Regions from separate parts of the Sus scrofa genome. Here all the other regions are linked to region 2. The links are chromatin contacts, called in public HiChIP or PLAC-seq maps. All regions are on one chromosome and are shown on one strand. The core of a region is the stretch at or near the end of the contact, and the rest is flanking DNA. Distances in the headings are between cores, read along the strand shown. Region 1 overlaps AIG1 (androgen-induced gene 1 protein). Region 2 has its middle 240 kb from the start of HIVEP2. Region 3 overlaps AIG1 (androgen-induced gene 1 protein). Region 4 holds the start of AIG1 (androgen-induced gene 1 protein).

The links. HiChIP or PLAC-seq counts read pairs in DNA pulled down with a chosen protein or histone mark.
Region 1: a contact with region 2 is called in an H3K27ac HiChIP or PLAC-seq map of skeletal muscle, with 7 times the contacts expected there. The contact joins two enhancer-like sites. A contact is called at or near these places in 1 of 47 Hi-C or Micro-C datasets (embryonic fibroblasts) and 1 of 2 datasets of contacts at active chromatin or transcription factors (skeletal muscle).
Region 3: a contact with region 2 is called in an H3K27ac HiChIP or PLAC-seq map of skeletal muscle, with 6 times the contacts expected there. The contact joins two enhancer-like sites. A contact is called at or near these places in 2 of 47 Hi-C or Micro-C datasets (fibroblasts and retroperitoneal adipose tissue) and 1 of 2 datasets of contacts at active chromatin or transcription factors (skeletal muscle).
Region 4: an H3K27ac HiChIP or PLAC-seq map of skeletal muscle shows a contact between it and region 2. The contact joins the promoter of AIG1 here to the enhancer-like site in region 2. A contact is called at or near these places in 12 of 47 Hi-C or Micro-C datasets (embryonic fibroblasts, epiblast stem cells, fetal heart ventricle and 7 more) and 2 of 2 datasets of contacts at active chromatin or transcription factors (alveolar macrophages and skeletal muscle).

The regions. Positions count from the first base shown.
Region 1 is chr1:22,069,788-22,072,487 of Sscrofa11.1, forward strand. The region is part of intron 2 of AIG1 (androgen-induced gene 1 protein); the gene reads right to left. Among named protein-coding and RNA genes, the nearest start is that of AIG1, 94 kb to the right of the region's middle. Within about 2 kb of position 1,269, at least 3 of the 83 cell types and tissues checked have an H3K27ac peak or open chromatin away from gene starts, as enhancers often do. A contact at or near this core is called in skeletal muscle, where this site is marked.
Region 2 is chr1:22,483,509-22,486,208 of Sscrofa11.1, forward strand. No RefSeq gene overlaps it. Among named protein-coding and RNA genes, the nearest start is that of HIVEP2, 240 kb to the left of the region's middle. Within about 2 kb of position 1,328, at least 21 of the 83 cell types and tissues checked have an H3K27ac peak or open chromatin away from gene starts, as enhancers often do. A contact at or near this core is called in fetal skeletal muscle, omental adipose tissue and skeletal muscle, where this site is marked.
Region 3 is chr1:22,011,091-22,013,877 of Sscrofa11.1, forward strand. The region is part of intron 3 of AIG1 (androgen-induced gene 1 protein); the gene reads right to left. Among named protein-coding and RNA genes, the nearest start is that of AIG1, 150 kb to the right of the region's middle. Within about 2 kb of position 1,466, at least 5 of the 83 cell types and tissues checked have an H3K27ac peak or open chromatin away from gene starts, as enhancers often do. A contact at or near this core is called in skeletal muscle, where this site is marked.
Region 4 is chr1:22,163,827-22,166,669 of Sscrofa11.1, forward strand. It overlaps AIG1 (androgen-induced gene 1 protein), which reads right to left and starts at 1,252. Exons shown (of 5, transcript XM_021072473.1): 1 at 902-1,252. The coding sequence starts at 1,042.

The DNA.
Region 1 (2,700 bases), core at 19-2,518, 410 kb before region 2:
ACTATTTTTGATTTTTACATGTACACAATCCACAAAGGAGGACAGTTTTCTTCTTTCTTTACAATTTCTATTCTCTTATTGCACAATGTTGACTAGAAGTGAGGAAGAGAGAGCCTTCTTCCTCACTTAGAGAAAGTGCTCATTGTTTCAATATTTCAGTGTGATTTTACCTGGAGATTTTTCCTTTTTCAAGTTGAGAAAAATCTCTCCTATTCTTAAGTTATGTATATAATGAATGAGTGCTGAATTTTTTCAGATCGTTTTCTGCATATCTTCAGGTGAACATATATTTTTTCTCCTTTATTCTGTTAATAGGAGGAATCATATTGCGTGATCTTTAATGTTAAACTAACCTTTAATTCCTGGTCATTATATATTATCATTTTTATGTATTGCTGGATTCAACTTGCTGATATTTTGTTAGGGAATTTTTTCCATCTTTATTCATCAAGTACGGGGACCTCTAGTTCGTTTTTTTATTTTTTTCTCATAATGTCATTTTCTAATTTGGGTTATAGGATAATGCAGGCCTCCAAAAATAAAATTGGGACGTGTTCCCACCTCTATTTTGTGAAGGGCTTTGTGTAAGATGGGTTAATTTCTGCCTTATCTATTTGATATACTTTTCCAATGATGTCATTTGGACCTATAAGTTTTCTTATGAGAGGACTTAATTGGGAATTCAGTTTCTTTAATAGACATAGAGTTTTCAGGTTTTCTATTTTTTTTTTTTTTTGAGTTACTTTTTGCCACTTTGGCCTTTGTAGAATTTCTCCACTTCATCTAAATTTTTGAATCTATAAAGTTGTTCTTAATATACCACTATGGAAATCAGCAAATGTGGCGAATCAGGTATTTTGTCTCTAGAGAGCCAGTCATTGACGTTTACCAGCACAGCGCTGGGGACAGCTACCTTCTGTTCATCGGGAATGATCATTCATGATGCCCCGACCACATAAAGCATCGTGGGAGGTCAATACTTGGTGAAGCAATTTGTTCACTCCTTTGACCCCATACCATGGATTGCAGGAATTATACGGGTTATTAAAAGTGAGGTGACTTTGAAGAAAGTGTTAGTCACCTTTCTTAGTGCAACACTAGAAGGTCAAGAGGTACAGCGAACCGAGTAATCAGCCCTGTAAATAATTCCTGAGATATAAACACAGCACAGATGGTAGCTTCTTGGCTTCCTGTGCTGATATCCTCTTGATGATATGGTCATCAGCAGACCCAAAATTAGTTTGAACTCTACTATCAGGGCATGGATAGGAACAAAAATAGGTTCTTTCAGACAGGCTAAGTGATACTGCAACGTCCTACTGCTGTGAAGAGGCTCCTTCTCTGGCCAGGACCAGTGGCCAGCTATTCTGCAGCACACACCTGCTGCTCCTGTGCTGCCAGGACCAGAATACTGTACTTGAACTGAAAGTGGGAGAAGCACATTCACTTTCCAGGCCTTCAAGCTTCCCAACAAAATACTTGTATTACAGCTGGTCATAGAGGCCTCAATTGAACCCCCAGCAGGATTGGAAAGAAATGCAAAAGAAAACTGCATTCACACTTTGTCTCTTTTTGTCAGGAGCCTCTCGTGGAGTCCAGGAGAAGCTGAAGCTAATTAGCTGTAGTTCACTTCTAAGGAGAAGCTTTACCCATCAGTGGGAAATTCTTCAGAGTTTAGTTAAACCAATTAGAATGCAAAGGATGTTGCAGAGAAATTTGCCCTGAAGGAGGCTAAAGAGAAAAGTCACTTATCTATGGATTGGTCTATAAAGGCCATTTAGCATGACTTCAAACATCCACTGTTAAAGAAGAGGAGGAGGAAATAAATAAATGCATCTTTAAAGTCTTCAGCCTCAACCTGACATGAGCCTAGGAAATTGCTTTCCCTTTTAAAACTAATCTATTACTACTCAGACCTTACCAAATACAGACTGGAAAACATTTAACTTCTCTTTGGGCTCTACTATTTTGCTTTTATGTTTCCTTTTCCTGATCTGCCTTCTTGTCAATTCTTTCCATTTCTGAGAGGTAATGTTTAGACATGTTTCCAGTTGTGATTTCTCTTTCCAAACACATGAAGCACGAGGATAAGTTGTGTGTTGGGATGCCAGCTGGCTTCGTCTCCAATGGCCCCTCATTTTGACATGGCCCTGGTCTTCCCCCTTGTCTTCCCACATGGCCCTTGTCTTCCCACTTGGCACATCCTGAGTCCTAGGTTCTTTCCTCTTGGCTGACCTCCCACAGCCATACCCTAACTTGAGGAACGCAGAGTGAAGCACAGGGCGCTCTGAAACGCCAGAGCATCTTTTCGTCCAGAGTACAGGCGGGTTCTAGTACTGATTCCTAGAAGTGTGACACAGAATTCCTCAACTGTAATTATGAGGAATATAATTATATAATGTGAGTAATGCATTCTGCTCAAATTACCTTAAAATCTGAATCTCCATTTAGAGACTTTCTAAAGCACATGTAGATGTTAGGTCTTTTTCATGGCTTTCAACTGTCATCTTTTTGGTGGAATTCATAATTTCTCTCTCTGTACACACACTGAGGTCCTTAACTATCTTTTCAGATTGAGTAATTAAGGTGGGAAGAAAAACCCAACTCCTATAAGAGCCGGTACGACTTGGTGCCTGCCTTCATCTCCAACCTTGGTTTGTACCATATTCTCTAAGCTCCAACTGGCAATGGGGTCGCTCC
Region 2 (2,700 bases), core at 78-2,577:
ATCCACGTGGACTTCATAAGAGCCAAAGGGTGGGGGTGTCAGGTAGACTTCCCCTGGAAGCGGAGTGGGGGCAGGGATTAAGGAGGCATCTCTAGACACACTCACTATACCAGACCAGCTGGAAGGTGGCTTCTTGTGTAACCTGTAAGGTAGGGAGATTCAAATAGCCTACCCTGGGCATGCTCACTGTGCACATGCTCGCTGGCAGAAGGCCACTGGAATCAAGCTAGCTCCTCTACTTAAGAGGGGAGATGAGAACCAAGATTTCCCATCAATCACTGATGCCCTGGGATAGACTCTGGAAGGCTCTGCAGTCTCCCTTTCCTTCACTGCCTTCTCTCATTGGTTGTTTGCATGGCATGGTCCACTCAGGCTTACAAGAAGGAGGATTTATAACAATGTAAAATACACAGGGTACAAAAGAACACCTGGAAAATTAAAGCGGCAATGAGGAAAAGTTTCTTTCCCTCTTCCTCTTGTTCGACTTTCCCCAACTGATACACAAAAGCATATGATGAAATCAGCATTCAGAAAAGAAACACCTTAGAACAATTTATATGTTCTCCTGGTAGAGCTAAAGGGGCATATCAAGTAGTTCTCACTTACGGTTTTACGAATTACTCCACTAGAGCCAAGCCAAATCCAATCAAACTCCATCTAGCTTGAAGTTCCTATTATATAAGGTTTTAAGGGCTATAAGCTGGAATTAAAGGCACAGTAACAGAAAGAGCCAATCAGAGGGAAGCCTCAAAATAGCCTGGTCCCTGTGGAAGGCCAAGGCAGATGTATTTGTCCAGCTGCTTGATGGAGAAGGCCCTGAGGCCTCTCACTCACTCACCAGAGGCCCGTAAAAGGCTCACCTACAGCTGCTTATGAAATTGGTTCCTTGTAAATGAAAGTCGACCGGGAGTCATATGGGCCAATGGCAGCTGGACAGGGAGGTCCCAGGTGCCAAAGGGAGCAGGAAGTGGCCAGGGGCCAGGGTAAACAACCGGGGGCAGAAGCTGAGGTGAGTATCTGTCCCAGGATAGCTCAGCGAGGTCCTGCTTTCCAAGGGTTTGGCCAGGGCCACCTGGTTTATTTTCAGTTAATCTGGGTATGCCCTCCTTGACTCCCTGAGCCTCACATTTGCATGTCTACTTTAAGAGACCCTAACAAGTACACATAATAAAATGTTAATTTATGCCTTCTGCTAGGGTTGGAATTGAGTGTGGCTTGATTCAACTGCAAAACAGAACAAATCTGGAAATTCTGGCAGGCAGAAGAGGAGGGCGGAGGGAGCACACGCTCCTCTGAGCTGTGGGAGGGAGGCTGAGAGAGACTGGAAACTTCCTGGCGTCAAGTTCCCTTCAGACCCCAGAAAGGACTGTCTACCGCAGTTGAACCCAGGTTCCTCCGCACAGCTGAGCGATGGCTTTTCTGTCCCCATAGCCCTGAGCCCTGACATTGCAATAGTGACAGCCCTGGGCACATAGTAAATATCAGGGAAATTGATTAATAATCCTGGGAATGTTCTGAAGTTGAAGCCTTCCTCTCATGTTTTGGAAATGGTCAGGTCTCTGCTTAGCTCTCTAAGAACTCCACACCCATCTCCACATTAAAGGAGAAAGCCAGCATACATACGATGGCCTGGGTTATTCTAAAAAGCCATCCCCGTGGGTCCCTGAATTCGGACCCTGGACCAGTGTGTATTGCCTCATGCAGTCTTCTGTGAACACCTCTTTCCATTCAGCTTTGCCAAGACCACCCCATCCTAGTGCCATTCCTGAGGCCGATACCCCTATGTGTCTGAAACTGGCCCTGCTGCTAGGGATAAGAAATCCCTTATATTTAATCCCTTCTTTCCCATCCTTATTAACAGCAAACTGATATTATTGCAGGATTAAAACACACCCATGGAATTCTGGACAGTCATGGTAAACACCTTTGGGAGGCCAGGACACTGTGGCGTCTGTACAACGGGAAGCTCAAGTAACTCCTCACCAGGAACCCCCAACCTCCATCAGAGATTGCGTCAGAGCTCCAAGCTGGACAATTATATTCTTTCTCTTAGGAATTTGGAATTAAGGGAAGCTAGTCAACATCTAAACTGGGCTCAGCCATGCATTTTGGAGCAGTGGTGGTCATCTGCAAGGAGAACTGGAACAAGTTAGTTTTGAGGGGAAAAGAAAACACAAATATGCAGAGTAAAACAGAGTCAAAAGAGGGCTGCTTACACTTCTTTCCAGCGGGTTCTGAAGATGACTTGGCATCTTTATAATAAATATCTGTATGTAGATTAGCCTAATTGCTTTCTGATACATGTAACCAAAAAGACTTTTAAAAAAGGACACTGGGAGTTCCCGTTGAGGCTCAGTGGCTTAAGAATCCAACTAGAATCCATGCCGATGAGGGTTTGATCCCTGGCCTTGTTCAGTGGGTTAAGGATCTGGTGCTGCCACAAGCTGTTGTGTAGGTCTCAGATGTGGCTGGGATCTGACGTTGCTGTGGCTGTGACATAGGCCGGCAGCTGCAGCTCTGATTTGACTCCTAGTCAGGGAACATCCATGTGCGGCAGGTGTGGCCCTACAAAGGCAAAAAAATAAAAAATAGAATTTAAAAGAAACTAGCAAGTTTCACCATAGACATCTGTGTCTTCGATCTGCTCTGCATTCCTAACCTAACCCTTTTTCATTGTGTCTGGACTCTATGACTCTACTC
Region 3 (2,787 bases), core at 216-2,715, 470 kb before region 2:
TAAAGCAACTGTACTTATTATATGAATATATTATAAAAAATGTAATATATTCATATAATGTGATAATACCTGGCAATAAATATTGATTTGGTACTGACAAAAATTATTTCAATGTTAATTATTTGAATTTTTCCAGAATTTCCTAATAAAAACTTACTTAAATGAAAAAAAAAAAAAGAATTTAGGAGGTTGAGGGAGAGCTTCTCACTGGGCATACTGGGGAAGGCTTTTTGGAAGAGGTCACCTTCAGCATGAAAGACAAAGTAGATTTCAACAGTGGAGACAAAAAGGATGGAGGTACAGTCGGAGGGGCACGTAAGCAAAGGCACAAGGGAAGAGGGGCATGGCTGGGTTGGCCAAGATTTGGGTATAGGTAGAAGATCGTGCTTGGAATTAAGTCTGAAAAAAAGAGATCAGACCCAAACAGGAAGACTCTTAAATGCCATGCAAGGAGTTTGATCTCTGCTAAAAGGGCAATGGGACATCATTAATGGGTCTTGAGGCAGCGAACGGTTTAAGAAACGTGATTCCGGAAGATTCATCTGGCAACAGTACATAGAATGCAACAGAGCAGAGAAATGCCAGTCAAGAGAGGCTTACTATCCTCCCAGTGACAGAGACTGAACACGGCTTTGGGGGCAGCAGGAAGGACAAGGAAGGGCAGATTCAGAAAACACTGGAGGCAAACACTGGGATGGTGGGAAGGCAGAGCGAGGGCAAGAGTCTTGAAGACATGCTCCACGCTCCTCTGACACATCAGAATACAGAACACAGGGTGAACACGGGTCCCGCTTTTTTGGGCACAATCGGACTTCGGGCCTTTTTTTCTCTCTTCCTTCCTTCCCTCCCTCCTCCCTCCATCCCTTTTTTTTTCTTTCTTCCTCCCTCCCTCCCTTCCCTTTTTTTCTTTCCTTTCTTCCTTCCTCTCTCTTTCTCAGTAACAATGACTTCTTTCATTCCCAATATGTCTGGTATGAGCAATATATTACACAACAATTTTTCATACTTTTTTTTGATTTCTGAAAATAATCCCCCCATTTATACACAAAGGAGCTGAAGACCTAAAGAGTTGCCTAATGGCACGTAGCCAGTAGGTGGTAGAGCCTGGGTTTGAACCCAGATCTATACAGTCCCCACACCTGTGAACTTCCTACTACACCGATTTCCTGTCCCCACTTGTGACAGGCTGTGGAGGGCATAGAGAGGGAAGCTCATGCAAAGACATAGGGATGTGGGAAAGAGTCAGGCTCAGGTAAAAGATGGCGTGTCCTGGTTGGGATGTGTGCTCTGTGAGGTCTTTAAGGTGCTGGAAGGATAGTGAAGCAGGTGGAGATATTGGCTGGAAGTTGGGAGCAAAATCGCACTCTAGTTACAGATTTGTGAGCCTTCCAAAGCAACAGATGCAGGACCCTGGGACTGGATGGCATCGCCAAGCATGAGACTGCAGGACAAAGGTCACAGCTCAGATGCCTGCAGCGGCCGTGCAGATAACACATGCGAGCGAGTGAGGGGGGCAGGCCTGAGACATGAGGCAATGGCAGAGGAGGCGTTTGTGAGGATTTTCTTAATTTCTCCCAGAAAGGATTTGCAATTTGATTTTTATTATTATTTTTAAAAATTTTTAACTGTATTTACTCAGAAGGCTTTCATGAGGACATTTATAATATGACCAGATGACTGAATGGAATAGTTTCACATGAAACTTTTACAAGAAACTCATGTGTGAACATCTGGAGACTTTTTCCATGGAGATAGCCACACACTCCCGTCTCCCCAGCCCAGCCCTGATGGTCGGGCCTACGTATATTCAAGGTAGGGGTAGAGGATTGTCAGGTCACATCTTGGTTCCTTCCTACTGAAAGCAGTACATTTCTGGCTGTTGGATTTACAGTTTTAGACAGAGACAATACAGCCATTAAAACCGTAGTCTCTCTCTTAATTAAAGCTGGCAACAAGAGCGATTTCCCGTAATTTAATTAAAAACAAATCCCCATTTATTTATAAAAAACAGTCATTTTGTTAACAATAAGACTTAATTACTAGAACAGAAAATTATAAACTGGAGTCATTCAATTTCTGTCCACTTTTTTATCCTAGGAGAGACCTAGGTTTTTCAAAGTGCAATGTGTGGAGTTCCTATTGTGGCTCAGTGTGTTAGGAACATGACATAGTGTCTGTGAGGATGCGGGTGTGATCCCTGGCCTCACTCGGTGGGTTAAGGATCTGGTGTTGCCACCAGCTGTGGGGTAGACCATGGCTCAAATCTGGTGTTGCCGTGGCTATGGTGTGGGCCCCAGCTGCAGCTCTGGATTCCACTCCTAGCACTTCCACAGGCTGCAGGTGTGGTCGTAAAAAAAAAAAATAAAGTGCAATTTGTTCGTATCAAAATCACTAGCTACACACAAGGATGCTAAAACAAACTGCTGAGTATTTTGACCATCCTAAACAATAGCTAAACATAACTCAGACACTACTGTCATGAACATGTCCGTGGGGGTTGGAGGAGAGACAGGGGAAGATGGGGAGAGAAGAGGAGTGGGGGAAAGAGGGAAGAGTATTTCAAAAAGCAGTATGTCTGGGTTTCCAGCTTGCACACCCATTCATTTATATTGGAAACATTTTTTTTTTTGCTATTTCTTTGGGCCGCTCCCGCGCATATGGAGGTTCCAGGCTAGGGTCCAATCGGAGCTGTAGCCACTGCCTACGCAGAGCCACAGCAACGCGGATCCGAGCCGCGTCTGCACCTACACCACAGCTCACGCAACGCCGGATCGTTAACCACTGAGC
Region 4 (2,843 bases), core at 2-2,501, 320 kb before region 2:
TTCTACATTTTGTCTAGTCCTTAGAACTCCTTGCTTCTGTTTTCTCTGTCCATGCTTGATCATCTTTTGGTGTGTGTTTGAGCCAGTCTTAGTCACCTTTCACCTTCAAGTTCCCTGGCTCCACCCATGTCCCTATTGGGTCTTATGCTCATGTTCTGATTCTCTGGCCCTTTTAGTGCCAGAAGTGGATTAAAAAAAAAAAAAAAAAAAAAACTAAACAACTGCAACTGCCAAGGTTGTCATGTTGTGCCAATAGAGGAGCTGCTTATGCAAACTACTGCGAACTTTTATATGGGAAGATATGGAAAAGTGTAGAGTCACAGTGCAAATGCATTTTGAAACTCTCTATGGTCTAATGTTTAGGGGGGGAGGTTGAAAGTAAATACTGACAATGGGCAAAAAACAGATGCAAAGAAGACAACTTTATTAGGCACTTGCTCTTCTTTATGAGCTTTCTCTTCTTTATGAGGAGGACTTTGGTCCTTTCAGAGGAAGCGCCAAAACAATACCCAGTTTCCTTCAGCTGCTGCAACTTGATCCCACGGTGGGTGCTCTGGAAAGCACGTTGGGGGCCAATGCGGGCCACTCATGATCAAGGTCGTCGGATCCATTTGCTAAGTTGAGAATCTTCCCCTATCACCTCTTAGAAGCAAGTGTGTTTCTCCCTCCAAATAGCCTACCACCTGGCTGCACCCCACCTCCACTCGTGCCCAGCTACCAGGTGAGGTTAGGTGCTTCAGAAGGTGTTGCTGCGGGGGCACCCAGGCCTTCAGACCCGGTCACTGGGCAAGAGACGAGGACGGGGGTGGATGCTGCAGGCGCGCGCAGGTGCTCGCACACCCACCAACACACACAGGCTCGGAGTGCAGGAGGAACAGGGGTAGGCGGGGGATGGCCTTACCAGATCAATGAACGTCAGGAATTTCCAGCTCCCTCCGTAGGTCTGATGCGAGGGCATTTCGATGGCCTTGTAGTTGCACAGAATAGAGCAGTAGGACAGCAGGATGGCCACCCGCAGCACCTGGCAGGGGACAAGCGCCATGTTCGCGCAAGGCCTGGGCGCGCCCGGCGGCGGGGAGGGCGGGCGGCCGGGCGTGAGGCGCAGGGGGCGGGCGGGGGCCGTGGGAAACCCTGCGGCGGGCGAGTGGGCGGGGCGGGGCGCTTCCCGCGGGACCGGCGTGGGCGTGAGCGATCGGGCCCGTCCACCTCGCGGGCGGGGCTGGGCGGCGTGTGCGGCCCCGGTGGCGACCGGGTGGGCGGCGTGGCGTCAGCTCTTTCGTCATCTCCGTCATTCTGCTCCAGCGTTTGCCCGGCGCAGAGACCCGGCCGGGGACGCCCGCTCGGCGTCCCTAGAGCAGGTGGGCGGCCTCCGAGGGCGACCCGAACCCCGGGAGCGCGCGCCGAATGCGCGGGTCGCCGCCTGTGGCATCAGCCGGGCTGAGCGGGCGCGGGGGACAGGAAGCCCGCGAGGAAGGAGGGACCCCGGGGACTCGCCGACTGAGTGGCACCGATGGGAGCGTTCACGAGGGGTCTGAACCCGCCGCGCCTTGGTAGCCCTCGAGTGACTTGTTTTATTTTGAGCCCAATTGGAATTTTGGTGTTCGACTACTGTTAATCTATAAAATTCCCTTACCAATTCCATTTGATAGACCGCCCTGCCCTTTTCCACCGGAGATTTACAAACATCCTATGAGTATATAACAACGCAGATTATGGACTTTGGTCATGAGGCTTATAAATAAAACCCTGTTTAGAAGGAGTGTCAAATCTGTTATTTAACAGTTTCTGCTAAGAGATTTCGTTCAGTTTGAGAGCAGATTGTCCTGAGTCTGGATGTAAAACCTGTGTGTGTAATTTAATACTAATCATTTGAGGTTTTAAACTGTTTTTGCCCTTTTACTTATTTTTTTCCTACACTACACTACCAGGGCTTAATAGGAAGAAAATAAATATAAACTGGATTCCCTCCACCTCCCAGTAAGTGTGGTCACATTGAAGTCGCTTCAGTCCGTGGGCAGCTTTTTTTTTTTTTTTTTAATCATGATCACATTTCAGCTAACCAGATGCAGGGTCACATTATGAAAAGACAACATAGGTATTTCCTGTGGATCCGTTTAAAACAGGTGTCCTCTGCAAATAGTATGTGAGTCAGAGAATGTGGCATGAGGGGGCAGGGAAAGCAGGGTGTTAGAGGTAAAGTAGCAACTCCTGAATGTCTTGCTGCATTTTTCCAACCAAAGTCTTAAAGAAACCCAGTAGGTATTTTCTAATTGGCCTTAGAATTATGCTAATAGAAATTAATGTCCCTCAAATCAAGATAATTCCAAGAAGATTCTACTAACGTAGAACTATTTATTATTGAAAATTTCTAGTTTTATCTTTATGTAAAAGTTGAGTGCATTTTTAAAAAATTGTGTATTCATGCTACATGTTCATAAAGTTGCAAAATTAAGTAGCAGATCTACTAAAGAGCTGTCTTTCTTACTGGGTCCTTAATAAAGTTTTGAGTTCATGTGATATCCTTAAAATTTTTATATCTTCCTATCTTACAATTTAGAAAATCATTAATGACTCCAATCATTTAAAAAATAATAATACTTGTATAAAGCCATTTAAAATTTATTCCGTAGTAAACTTCTTTTTAAGTAACTATGGAAATTGAACTAGTGTTTTGAACCTATTCTAATGGGTTTTCTTTTGTTATTTTGTGACTTGCTAACCAAAATAAGATAATGAGTTGTGTGGGCCTTTCAAAAAAAATGAAACATTTGTATAAACCTTGACTCAAAAGATTTTATAAGAATGTCAGTCCACAATTTTTGGAATGTCTTGAAAATTATTTA